Linked DNA regions of Mus musculus: regions 1, 2 and 3 are each linked to region 4. Evidence: chromatin contacts called from public Micro-C and promoter capture Hi-C data. All regions are on one chromosome and are shown on one strand. The core of a region is the stretch at or near the end of the contact, and the rest is flanking DNA. Distances in the headings are between cores, read along the strand shown. Region 1 holds the start of Aurka (aurora kinase A). Region 2 holds the start of Rtf2 (replication termination factor 2). Region 3 holds the start of Zfp335 (zinc finger protein 335). Region 4 holds the start of Dpm1 (dolichol-phosphate (beta-D) mannosyltransferase 1).

Region 1 (3,285 bases), core at 68-2,567, 4.1 Mb after region 4:
CAGACCAAGGTTAATAACCAGCCCTGCAGTTTAGCTTTCCCATAATAGCTACACCAGGGTCTTATCCCTAAGAGGTTTCTATTTCCTGTATTTGCAGTGGAGCCAGGATTTGTTTGTTAGGTTTGGATTTTTTTTTTGAGACAGGGTCTCCCTGGGTAGTCCTGGCTGTTCTGGAACTCATTATGTAGGTAGACCAAGCTGGCCTTGAACTCACCGAGTTCCTCCCTCTGCCTCCAAAAGGCTGGGATTAAAAGAATGCAAGACCACACCTAACCTTTATGTTTGTGGTAGAGACAAGAGTTCCATGGATCCCAGGCTGGCCTTGAGCATGCTATACGGTGGAGGATTACTCTGAACTCCTGATCCTCCCGCCTGCAGTTCCGCAGTGCTAGGACCACAGAGGTCATCACCATCCTCGGGGTTCCAAGTGCTGGGAATGGAATCCAGGGCTGGCTAGGCAAGCACCCTACTAACTGAACTACATCCCCAGACAGGCTCTCACTTATTAGCTGTGGCTGGCCTTAAATCGAAGGCTAACCTCCTGCCTCAGACTGCTGATGTAAGCAACCACACATTTAGGTGTGTGTGTGTGTGTGTGTGTGTGTGTGTGTGTGTGTGTGGTGGGGATGGAGGTGTTGAGGTAGGGACGTATGTGGATGTAATTTAGGCTGGTTTTTCGGACCTACTGTGTAGCTGAGGATGACCTTTGACTTGATCCTGCCTCCACCACCTTACTGTTGGAATAAACAGCGGCGGCCACCACGAAGGCAGTGTTCAATCCTAAAACTTCTGGAATATTCTACAAACTGAGCTTTAGCGGGTCTGCGCTTTGAAACAGACCCTCAAGTAGTCCCGACATAAACTGCTCAGAAGGCTGCGGGAAGAGCAGCACCAGTCCTGGGCACTCTACGAGGGAACTCCCGTTCATCCACAGACTCGTCGAGTCGACTTAGACTCTGATTCTCCACCCGAAGCAGTCCCCAATAAGCCGCAGTTCCCGCATCCACCATCGGTTTGCAAATTACTCGGTTAGCTGATGGTCTGGATCCCCATTCCCACAAGAACCTAAAACCAAGCCGGGAAATCTTAAACGTCTGGACCTTTCTTAAACAGAATGCAAACCCACTGAGACAGTCCATTACCCCGACGCCACACAGCCTTCCCTATCCGTTTGCAGCATCCAGGCTCGCCCTCAACAGCCATGTCCCTTTCCAACTCACAGGCAGGAACCTGCTCCCGACCGAAGCCTCCAAGCGATCCCGGTAGCTCAGCCGTTACAATTCAAAGGTTCTCCTTTTAAAATAGGAGTCAAACCCTCTACTCCAAGAGCTGATTGGCTAGAGCCGGAGCAATGCCGTTCTGTGATTGGCTCACCGTAAACGCGACTATGGGAAGCTCGTTCCCTGCCGTAGCTGGGCGCAGGCGCACTGAGCTGTCGGAGCCCGGAAGTGGTGCACCAACGGCCCGTCCGATCTGCGGCCGTTCTATCGCCCGCCGTGCTCCCCAGGATCAGGCGTTCGCCAGTCACACACAGCCCTTTGGATTCAAGGCAGTCGCGGAGGTGATTAGTTCGGAGACGGTGAATGAGCGTCTCGAACGTGCCAGTGAGTAAGATGGCGAGAAGGGCAGACTTGCGAGGGAGCAGGGATGCTCGGCGCTCGGCTGCATGCCCTTTGCACGTGCGCACTGGGTGTGCACTCCGAGCGATCGATCGGGCACGATTCGCTCCTCCATTTTTCTAGAAGAGAGCGGGAGACCGAGACCCTGATCTGCGGGTACGGGGTCAAGGGGGCGTAAGGAAGCGGGCTAGTGTGGTTGGCTAGGGTCTGTAGTGGATCACGTGAAGGACCGGGGCTAACGGAGAGGATGGCAGGAGGCCGCTCGCCCCAAGTCCGTGTCCTAGAGTTGGCCGGCCCGGCCTGCACCCCGGCTCTCAAAGGGCCTCGGTCCCGGTGGGTCCAAGCCGGAATTCCGCCCTGAGCAGAAGTGGTCGCGCGGCTTCGCTTTGGGCCCCCTGCATTCCCCGGTGTTAGCTTTCCGGGGGCGAGCTCCTCCGGTCTCGTGCCTCGGTGTCCCCTCCGGGAAGGATATAAGTTATCTGTGTCCCATTGGAAGTTAAGCGGGGAGTTAAGTAAAGGCTCAACCTCCTTCTCCCACCCCCGTTTTCTTTAAATGTCGTGATACAACCCCAGATGTTTCCTGACAGGAGTAAAGATGATAGGTCAAATGGTTAAGTTCTGGGCTCTGGAGTGTGCAGGCTCCCCCTCAACTTTGAGGGGAAGGGGAGGGCTTAACTTGAACGGGTGCCCTAGATTCTTAGAACACATTTCACCCTCTGTTGTGTCCCAATATCTTATGCAGGGGTAGATTTGTATTCATTTCTTTCTTTTTAAAAAAAAACTTATTTAGCTTTATTTTACATGCATTGGTGTCTAGGTGGCAGGCCCCTTGGAACTGGAGTTAGAGACAGTTGTAAGCCGCCATGGGAATTGAACCCAGGTCCTTTGGAAGAGCAGACAGTGCTCTTAACCACTGAGCCATCTTTCCAGCCCCCATTTCTTTCTAATGAACACGAATATATTGAATAGCTTCGTTTAGTGATTGGATGCTAATTAGGTGCTTGGCACCGCATCTGCCAGTAGGACCTGCATGGTGTTATTATTGTTAAGAACTCTGGTCAGTACTATGCTGTGTGGCCTTGCTAGTCATTTGGTTTAAAACTGAGCCCGGGGTGTCTGTCAGCAAGCATTGTAACTCTTGGCTGTTTCTCCAGGCTACCTTCTTGCTTGATGTCTCCAGACTCCTATAGTCAAACATCTAACCACACACATACTTATCAAATTACCCACCCAGGTTGATTAAGAAATCAGTTTTGTTTGGAGAGCTTAGATCTTAAGAGTATAATGTGTTTGGATTTTTACATTTATTTGTTTTGATGGTAATCATTTTTTTGTTTGTGATAGGGTCCCACTATGTAGTCCTGGCTGGCCTGTGATAGGGATCTATAGACAAGGCTGGTCTCAATATCACAGGGATCTGCCTGCCTCTGCATCCCAAGTGCTGGGAATAAAGACATGGGGCATGTGCTTGACACATTTTTATTAAGCAGTTTAACTTAGGATCTTCCCAAAGCATTGAACTTAGCTTATTTTTTCATTCTGTTATCCTTATTTGTTTTTTATGATGTATTTGTGTGTTCATGTACTACCTCATCAAGTTGTATAATTATAATAATGAGCTCGGTTGCCTGGAAACAAGTTTTAAAAATAAGCACAACAGTCACTA
Region 2 (2,918 bases), core at 171-2,670, 4.2 Mb after region 4:
CTCCCAAGTGCTGGGATTAAAGGCGTGCGCCACCACCACCTGGCTTTAACCTTTGATTGATCTCTGCATTTTGTGGCAAGTTGCATCCTTTGAGCTATGAAATTTCAGAAGCCACAAAATCAGATGCAGAACTACTGTTAAGACACCTACGTGTGACTCTCTCCCTTGAAAGAGCCATCGACAAGTTGAGGGTGTTTAGTGTCATAAAGCTGAAGGCACAGTAAGTCACTTCTTAGGCCTGCAACCACCTAGGATCCCAGGAGCATTGGAGTCCCAGAGGACACAGCACTCCCCTAAGTGAGGGTGAAAAGGCAGAAAAGATGGTCATCTGAGACTATCTGGTCACTTTAAGCAGTGTGGGCTTCAGAATGGCCACCTTGCAGGACTGGTGTAGACACAGAAATGAAGGAGGCCATACTTATCCCAGGACTGCTCACTTATGCATACCATTTGCCCCTGTTGTTCCTCTGGGCCTACAGCTCATGTTAGTACCCCAAAGGCAGACTAGGGGGTCACTGAACCCCTTATTTGTTCTCTTCCCAATATGATCACCCTCCCCTTTCTCTGTCTGCACTAATCTCTGTAGCTGGTACAATGGGATGAGTGGCTACTCTAAGCTTGTTGGAGACACTGTAGCCCTAGCTTCTGCCCAAAATACATCTGGATACAGGGTGGAGAGGCGCTCAGTGGCTAAGAATGCTTGCTGTTCTTTGAGTAAGCACAGGATGGATTCCCAGAACCCCAGCAGCTCACAACCATATCAACTCCAGTCCCAGGAAGATAGAACACCCTCTTCAGGCCTCGACAGGCATCTGCAGTTAGGTAGCGCACAAGCAGGCCCACCCACCACGTCTTTTTTTTTTTTTTTTTTTTAATTTTATGTATTTGAGTACACTGTAGCTGTCTTCAAACACACCAGAAGAGGGCATCAGATATCATTATAGATGGTTGTGAGCCACCATGTGGTTGCTGGGAATGGAACTCAGAACTTCTGAAGAGCAGTCAGTGATCTTAACCACTGAGCCATCCCTCTAGCACCCACAACGTCTTTTCTTTTCTAAGTCTGGATTTAAAATACATGAGAGGTAGCTGAGAAGACAGATTCCGGCCATCTCCTCCTTAGACTTACAGCACTACTGGTCTGCAAAAATGCCAGAGACGCAGACCTCGGGACAACCCCGACAAATGTTCTCCCGTCCTCCCTCAGGCCCAAGCTTACGGAACCACAGAGGAAAAAACAGGGACCGCCCACGACCGGAAGTGGACGCACTCCAAGGATGCTCCAGCACGTCGCCCTGAAACCACGCCCAACTCCCGGACAAGATTTTCAAGACAATTGGTGTGGACCAAGGCCTCGCGCGGCGACCCCGCCCCTTTCGCGGCGCGCTGGTTGTGTGCGTCATCAAGGAGCGCCGGAAGTAGGTAGGGTTTCGCCAGAGACCCCGGAAGCGACGGCTTCTCGTCTTTGCTAAGGCTTCTGGTTTTTGCTACGGTTTCTGATTTCGGCTTTGGGATGGGTTGCGACGGAGGCACCATCCCCAAGAGGCACGAGCTGGTGAAGGGGCCGAAGAAGGTCGAGAAGGTCAGTGGGGACTGCGGGCTGCGGGGCTCGGGATGAACGGTGGTCACAGCGCTTGTGGAGGGTTTACTGTTTGCAGGCACTGAACAGTACGGTTAGACTGGGATCCTCCCCACAGACGCTGTGTTGATTTGAAACATTAACGTTGAACGGGACGGAGACTGGAGAGCTAGTTAGTGGCCCAGCCAGGACTGGAACGTATCTGTAGCTAGCGACGATCACGGTGATAGATGCTATTTATGGACTTTGTGTGTTTTTGTGAAAGGCTCTCACAGTGTGGCCCTGGCTGGCTGGGACTCCCACCTCTGCCTGCTGAGCACTGGGATTAAAGGTGTTGGCCAACAGGCCTTGGTATTTGAATAATACTTTTTTTAAAAATGTTTTGTGTGTGAGTGTGGTATCCAAGGAGGCCAGAAGAAAGCATCGGACGCCCGGGAGCTAGAGCTACAGGTTTTTGTGAGCCATTAATCTTGGCTGTTAGAACCAAACGCGGATCCTTTGGAAGAGCAGTACACAGGCTTAACCACGGAGCCATCTCTCCAGCCTGAGCTTTGTGTATTAAAGTCTCCCCAAACCATTCCCCTTTGTGAAGTCACACCCTTCTTAAACTAATTATCAGCTCTTAGCACTCTGAATTGGTGGTTGAGCCCAGCTGATGGTCACGTGACTGCAAGCTCCTCCTGGTGAACTCTGTGCACTGTTTTTCTTCCAGAACTAGCACAGTTTCTGCCACAGTGAATATTTTTGAATAAATGCGTGGGCATTCTGTAAATCTTACAAGACATTGAGCAAAGTGTGTACTTAATGGATGGGAAATTGAATGCCGCAAAGTTAGTTAACACCACTGACGTGGCCTAGAGTCATGAACCACTGTCCCCATCCATTTATGTGCATTTCAAAGCTAGTGTTGATGATGACTGTTTAATAATAGAAGGCACAGAATGCCCCCGATACAGTTCCCAGCACGGGGAGAGAATGCCCCCGATACAGTTCCCAGCACGGGGAGGATCATGTTTCCTGATCCAACATTCAGAGAACTTTGGGATGGGAGGTGAATCCCATCCAGTGTTGTACTTAAGACACTGCATAACTTCCTGACACATCCCTAATAAACTCCATTGGGTCCTGTGTGAACAAACCTCTGCTTGTCTTTTTGCCCTCTCTTCTGCCCCTCTTTAGCTCTTTCACTCTGTTCTAGATACCATAGACCTTGCCCCAGCGTCCTGAACATTCCTCACTCATAGTGACATCATGACTTGGGGGGGAGGGGCCACTTGAAGCAAGGTCTTGCTGTGAGGTAGCCCAGGCTTGCCCCAGCCCCCGGAGTGCTGGTTACAGT
Region 3 (3,217 bases), core at 318-2,817, 3.3 Mb before region 4:
ACTTAACAGAGAAGATGAGGGCTAGAACCTGGGTAACCTGCTCAAATCACAAAGTAATGGGTCAGGAAAACATGGCTCAGTTTCCCCTTACAGCCTAGCACCCATAGAACCCGGCCCTCCCGTTCCATTTGACAGATGGGAAGACTAAGATAACTGAGATGGATCAACATTTGAACCGGGCTCATGGAGCCTGAGGGCTCTGGGTAAGACCATGGATAATTCTGGCTCTGTCGATAGCAAGCACGCTCTGCCTCAGTTTCCCTTTCTGAAGATTCTGGAAACAAGTGGTTTAAGTATGTCTCTTAGCCATGGGACTTGTCAAAACCGACCACAGCAGTTTGGCATGGCATGGCTTGGCGTCTGCCTCAAAAACAGTTATTTTCTACAAGTAGGCTTTGCTGACGGTCCCCCTGCCCACACCATCCACACTGATCCATACCACAGAGTGGTTGCCACCGTCCGAGCTCTGCCCGACGCCAGAGTCGTCAGCCTCCGTTAATCCTGGGACGGTCGCAGCGTCGCTGCTGTCCGCGGACACAGCTTCCGAGGTGCACACACCCAGGCCGCTCTCAGAAGGCTCCTCAGGCTGGCCGGGCCGAGGGGCCGCGTCGCTACTGCTCTCCACCTCGTTCTCCTCCATTGGTTCTGGGGACCGACTGACAGCGAAGCGCGGGGTTTGAGGCTTTCACTCTGCTGGGCGATACGACCATGGTTGCAACAAGTGGTCCACCTTTCGGGCCCGGCCAAGCAGAACCCACCCAGATGCACCGGTGTGCCCATTCTGCAGATGCAAAGACTGAGCATCGGACTAGATGGGACGGGGTTTCCTGGAAAGGGAACCTTCCAGAAAAGAATAGGGACGCCTGGCCTCTCAGGCTAGGACCCTTTGGGAAGAAGGGTGGTCCCGGTGGGTGATCACGGCTCCTTGCTCCTCCCAGAGGCATGAATCGACCCTGGGCGGACACAGCGGCCCGGCGCTCCGGCCCCCGTGTCCCCTCGGATGAGGAGCCGGTGGTACAGCCCGCAGGCCCCCGGGGTCAGTGGTTCACTCCCCCTCCCCGGACTCCCCTGCGGAGGGGGCTGACAGCGACGGTCGCGGGGCCTGGTGTCTCGGGGCTGTCCCCGGCGCTGCCTGAGCTCCAGGCCCGGCGCCATCTTGTGGCGGCGCTGGGTTTCCGCTCAGGCAAATGCGAGAGCGGCTAAAGGGCCTGGGACCCCGGGGCCCTGTTCGGACAGCCCCGCCGGCCCGGGAGTCCGCCACCCGGCAGCCTCGCGGCAGGGCCCCGGTGCACGGCAGTGTGCGGAGGGGCAGCCCGCCTCCGGCTGCCGCTAACCTGAGCCTCTGGCTGCTGTGTCGCTCTCCGACTCCGGCATCGACGAGGTCGCCATCCTCTCACCCCCGTCGCGGAGGAACCCATCGGCCGCCCTCGAACCGGAACTACTTCCGCCGCCGTCCCCCCGGGAGAGAGAGATCTGCGGGGTTTCAGAAGGCCTCTCGGAGGACTCAGAGCCGTCGTCGGGTCCAGGAGGACTCTAGAAGTCACATGCTGCCCGGTGTTAGGGCTGAGGTCAGCTGGGTACGGGGACTACTTTTTCGTGTGGCGGAGGGCTACACGGGAAGTGGCATGACGTCACGCAGGTCCCAGCCCGGACTCGCCGGACAAGGCGCGGCGGAGGCGCCCGGCTCTCGTGGGTGTGGCCCCCAGCGTCTAGCCACACCTCCAGGGGTCGCTTAGAGAACCGTCGCGACCTGGGATGGTTTAGAGGTGTCCAGAGGGGAGGGAACGTCAGTCATTTTCCTGGTTTTTCACCTGTAGCTTAAAGCTCCACTCGAGCCAGATCGGGTTCTCCCGGGTTGGGCTTGCTGTGCCGTAGTACAGATGGCAAAACCGAGGTTTGAGGACAGGAAAGGCTGGTCAGGAATCACAACTAAGGCGACTTGGGGGATCGGGTAATGGCAGAGGTCAGGGATGTTTGAAGAAGAGTTAATGCTTAGGCCACGGTGCACTTCGCAGCTGTATTTCTTACTAGGACTGGAGGGCCAGACACCCAGCTGTCCTCTGATCAGTGTAGGTGTGTTTAGAAGTTGGGGAATTAGCTCAGTGGCAAACACGAGGCCCTGCGTCCTATTCCTAGCATACACACGCGCTCATAGACGCGCATGCACGCACGCAGGCAGTGTTAGGTATTTTTAGAAGTCTACAGTCCTTGGGCCCAGTGTGGTGGTGGCTCATGCTTTTAATCTAGCACTCCGGAGAGGCAGGCTAACCTCACTTGACTTACATAGACCAGCTGGAGCTATGTAGTAAGTTTTTCCCAGAAACCACATGGTAAAAGGAGAGAACCGTCTCTTCCAGGCTGTCCACCCACCTCCACGCGCTCTTAGTGTCATGTGTGCACTTACAGACATAACAATAAATACATGCTTAAAGCCGGGCCCTGGTGCTGCACGCCTTTGAGTCCTAACACTTGGGAGGCAGAGGCAGGCGGATTTCTGTGAGTTTGAGGCCAGTCTGCTCTACATAGTTCCGGAACAGCCAGGTCTACATAGCGAGACCATATCTCAAAACAGAAAAGAGAAGAGAAGAAGAAAAGAAAAAAAAAAGAGAGAAAGAAAAGGAAATGGAAAGAGCCAGGGAGTGGTGGCACACACCTTTAAACCCAGAAATGGAAAGGCAGAAACGGGTGGATCTCTGTGAGTTCAAAGCCAGCCTGGTCTACAGAGTTAGTTTCAGGACACAAAAACCGTGTACTAAAAAAAAAAAAAAAAAAAAAAAAAGCGGGGCGGTGATGGCACACTCCTTTAATCCCAGCACTTGGGAGGCAGAGGCAGGCGGATTTCTGAGTTCGAGGCCAGCCTGATCTACTGAGTGAGTTCCAGGACAGCCAGGGCTACACAGAGAAACCCTGTCTCAAAAAATAAACAAACAAAAAAAAAAGAGGAGAAGAAAAATGAATTCAGTGAAAAGGACAAGTGGCTTTGAGTTATCACTAGCACCTGGACACAAGGGCTCCTACGCTCTTGTCACAGAAAGTTCTCCCTTCCTCGTGTTTCCTCTTTGATAGAAATAGACCAAGAGGCCTGTGGAGGAGGCCCATCCTCACTGTACCTCCTTCCCACCCAGCATTATCAGGCCTCTAGAACAATCCTTGAGACCTACATTTGGGCTAGCTTCATGGCGGGTTGGTTTTAACAACTTCTTTATATCCTTCCTGT
Region 4 (3,199 bases), core at 274-2,773:
GTGTGTCTGAAGAGAACTACAGTGTGCTCACACAAAATAAATAAATCTTAAAAAAATAAAAATAAAACATAAAGAAAAAGGATGCTCGCACCACACATCACAGGGCCACCATATAGAAACTGATTTTTATTCAGATGCAACCAAAACAGCAATCCTAAACCGGGTGGTGGTGGTGGTGGTGCACGCCTTTAATCTCAGCACCTGGAAGGCAGAGACCAGCATCTGAATTCCAGGCCAGTCAGGGCTACATAGTTTTGACCTTGCCTCAACCAATCAAACCATGCAGACTAAGGCTTTTACAAATCAGTACGGTAAGGTTGTGCTTTCTAGAAAGAGGAACTATGTACCAAGTATTTTGTTTTTCTGAGACAGAGGCTGCTAATATAGCCCTAGCTGCCCTCGGACTTGGTACAACTCGTTTGCAAACGTATCCCTTGTAGTGCATAGCTTGGGATCAAGTATTTTTTTCTTGCTATTAGAAAATATGGGCACAGCGTCCTCATTGTCGTTTGAGAAGCAAAAGCCAACCAACAAACAAAAAGCTCTGGAAACAATCTGTGTTCTTCTGACGCACTGTCTAAAACAGCGCACTGCTACGCCATCCTACTCCTGCAAAATCCCGTTCTGTAGGTTGACAGTAAAAGATCGCCCATGATCATCACAGCATGACACTCATCTGGCCGTAAAGTACTGACTCCGTCCTGCCACTGCCATCAGGAGGCATTTTATTTACTGTTTAGTTCGGAGACCTTTTTTTTTTTTTCTTAAATGCGTAACACTTTCACTATCAAAATTCTTGTTCCTAAGAGCTAGGGCTCTGCCTAACAAAGCGAAAGGCCCCGTGTTTTTCAAAACAACACACAAATAAGCCCGGGTTCCTAATCAAACTCGGCGAAGATGCTCGCTCCCTGCCAGCTCATCAGCAGTTCTCTGACAGCGCAAACAACAAGCTTACGTAAGCGCTCGGCCCCAAGGCGATGGGGAGAACGCTGGCTCGGGACTCCCGGCTCCGGCGGCGGATCCTGACCGCCCAGAGGTATGAGGTCATACCTCCTCGCCCCGAAGTCAAAAAGAAGTTAAGTTAGCCCTTTAGAGAGAACAGGCCGGGGACGCAGGCCAGCGCGATCTGTCAACAGATAGACACCGGACTCGCTAGAGACCTGAGCAGGAAGGAGAAAGACGCGGGGCTGTGCTCCTCGGTTCTCCCCGCTGGGGAAAGCCGCGAGCAGGCTCGGGAGGGAGCGGAGACCGGGCCTCCGGGGGTCTCCTCGCGCAGCCAACCGCCGACCTGCAGCCCGCGGCCGGCTCCCGGCCCCCGCGCGAGAAGCCCCTTCTACCTCTCGGAGAAGCTCTTCACCAGCAGCCACACGATGAGCGGCAGGTTCTCCCGTTCGTTGTAGGTGGGCAACAGCACCGAGTACTTGTCCTGTCGCGAGGAGCGGCCCTGCGGCGGCCGCGGAGACGCAGCAAGACTGCGACTCGCCCCCGTGGAAGCCATGACGGCTCTGCGAGAGGCGCCGGAAGCGGACTTACGTCATCCGACACGGGCCGTACCAAATCTCGGAGCATGGGGGAGGCTCGGCGCTCCGACGTCCCAGTGTGGTCCCCGGGAAACTTCCAGATATGGTGACCGTTTCAAGCCAATCGTGACGGCTTCCCCGGATAAAAACCCATTCGTTTCACTTTCAAGGGCCAGGAAGCGTCTTCGTTTTCCAGTCGCTAAGAGACAGGCAACCGGAAACGGAAGTCCCTTCCCGGCTCTTTCCGGAAGAGGCTGTCATGGCTGCCCCGGAGGACGTAGCTGCCTTACAGGCTGAAATCACCCGGCGGGAGGAAGAGCTAGCTTCGCTCAAGCGGAGGCTGGCCGCGGCCCTGACAGCCGAGCCGGAGCCCGAGCGTCCGCTCCGGGTCCCGCCGCCGCCGCTGGCGCCCCGGGCCGCGCTGTCGCGGGACGAGATCCTCCGCTACAGCCGCCAGCTACTGCTGCCGGAGCTGGGCGTGCGCGGGCAGCTGCGCCTGGCGGCGGCGGCGGTGCTCGTGGTGGGCTGCGGCGGGCTGGGCTGCCCGCTGGCGCAGTACCTGGCGGCGGCCGGCGTAGGCAGGCTGGGGCTGGTGGACCACGACGTGGTGGAGACGAGCAACCTGGCCCGCCAGGTCCTGCACGGGGAGGCGCAGGCCGGCGAGAGCAAGGCTCGCTCGGCGGCCGCGGCGCTGCGCCGTCTCAACTCGGCGGTGGAGTGCGTGGCGTACCCGCGCGCGCTCGCCGAGGACTGGGCGCTCGACCTGGTCCGCGGCTACGACGTGGTGGCAGACTGCTGCGACAACGTGCCCACGCGCTACCTGGTGAACGACGCGTGCGTGCTGGCCGGCCGGCCGCTAGTGTCGGCCAGCGCGCTGCGCTTCGAGGGCCAGATGACCGTCTACCACCACGACGGCGGGCCGTGCTACCGCTGCGTGTTCCCGCGGCCGCCCCCGCCGGAGACAGTGACCAACTGTGCAGACGGCGGCGTGCTCGGAGCGGTGCCCGGCGTGCTAGGCTGCGCGCAGGCCCTCGAGGTGCTCAAGATCGCCGCCGGCCTCGGCTCCTCCTACAGCGGCAGCATGCTGCTCTTCGACGGCCTCGGGGGCCACTTCCGCCGGATCCGGCTGCGGCGCCGCCGGCCTGACTGCGTCGTGTGCGGGCAGCAGCCCACCGTGACCCGCCTGCAGGACTACGAGGCCTTCTGCGGCTCCTCGGCCACCGACAAGTGCCGCGCCCTGAAGCTGCTGTGCCCCGAGGAGCGGATTTCTGTGACCGACTACAAGCGGCTTCTGGATTCCGGGGCGCCCCATGTGTTGCTGGACGTCCGGCCTCAAGTAGAGGTGGACATCTGTCGCCTGCCGCACTCTCTCCACATCCCTTTGAGTCAGTTGGAACGCAGGGATGCGGACAGCCTGAAACTCTTAGGGGCTGCCCTCCGGAAAGGGAAGCAGGAGTCGCAGGAAGGGGTTGCTCTCCCGGTGTATGTGATTTGCAAACTGGGAAACGACTCCCAGAAAGCTGTGAAGGTCCTGCAGTCCTTAACGGCAGTGCCGGAGTTAGACTCTTTAACTGTTCAGGACATCGTGGGGGGACTCATGGCCTGGGCCGCCAAAATTGATGGGACATTTCCACAGTACTGAGAGGACAGCATGTGATTCGTGTGGATGACGGTTGTGA

Evidence for each region. Promoter capture Hi-C pulls out the DNA fragments that hold promoters and counts their contacts. Hi-C and Micro-C count contacts between places; a contact is called where the count stands out from the background.
Region 1: a contact with region 4 is called in a Micro-C map of the G1E-ER4 cell line, with 5 times the contacts expected there. The contact joins the promoter of Aurka here to the promoter of Dpm1 in region 4. A contact is called at or near these places in 4 of 484 Hi-C or Micro-C datasets (all in the G1E-ER4 cell line).
Region 2: a promoter capture Hi-C map of liver shows a contact between it and region 4, with 4 times the contacts expected there. The contact joins the promoter of Rtf2 here to the promoter of Dpm1 in region 4.
Region 3: a promoter capture Hi-C map of pre-B cells shows a contact between it and region 4, with 4 times the contacts expected there. The contact joins the promoter of Zfp335 here to the promoter of Dpm1 in region 4. A contact is called at or near these places in 1 of 39 promoter capture datasets (pre-B cells) and 2 of 484 Hi-C or Micro-C datasets (CD4 T cells and the G1E-ER4 cell line).

The regions. Positions count from the first base shown.
Region 1 is chr2:172,369,253-172,372,537 of GRCm38.p6, forward strand. Aurka (aurora kinase A) reads right to left here and starts at 1,318. Exons shown (of 9, transcript NM_001291185.1): 1 at 1,221-1,318. It overlaps Cstf1 (cleavage stimulation factor, 3' pre-RNA, subunit 1), which reads left to right and starts at 1,751. Exons shown (of 6, transcript NM_024199.2): 1 at 1,751-1,775.
Region 2 is chr2:172,439,158-172,442,075 of GRCm38.p6, forward strand. Rtf2 (replication termination factor 2) reads left to right here and starts at 1,421. Exons shown (of 9, transcript NM_025542.2): 1 at 1,421-1,582. The coding sequence starts at 1,514.
Region 3 is chr2:164,910,183-164,913,399 of GRCm38.p6, forward strand. Zfp335 (zinc finger protein 335) reads right to left here and starts at 1,568. Exons shown (of 28, transcript NM_199027.2): 1 at 1,335-1,568; 2 at 440-690. The coding sequence starts at 640. It overlaps Zfp335os (zinc finger protein 335, opposite strand), which reads left to right and starts at 1,251. Exons shown (of 2, transcript NR_166490.1): 1 at 1,251-1,568.
Region 4 is chr2:168,228,856-168,232,054 of GRCm38.p6, forward strand. Dpm1 (dolichol-phosphate (beta-D) mannosyltransferase 1) reads right to left here and starts at 1,524. Exons shown (of 9, transcript NM_010072.4): 1 at 1,338-1,524. The coding sequence starts at 1,498. It overlaps Mocs3 (molybdenum cofactor synthesis 3), which reads left to right and starts at 1,767. Exons shown (of 1, transcript NM_001160330.1): 1 at 1,767-3,199. The coding sequence starts at 1,780. The coding sequence ends at 3,162. It overlaps Gm20716 (predicted gene 20716), which reads right to left and starts at 1,524. Exons shown (of 12, transcript NR_132310.1): 1 at 1,338-1,524.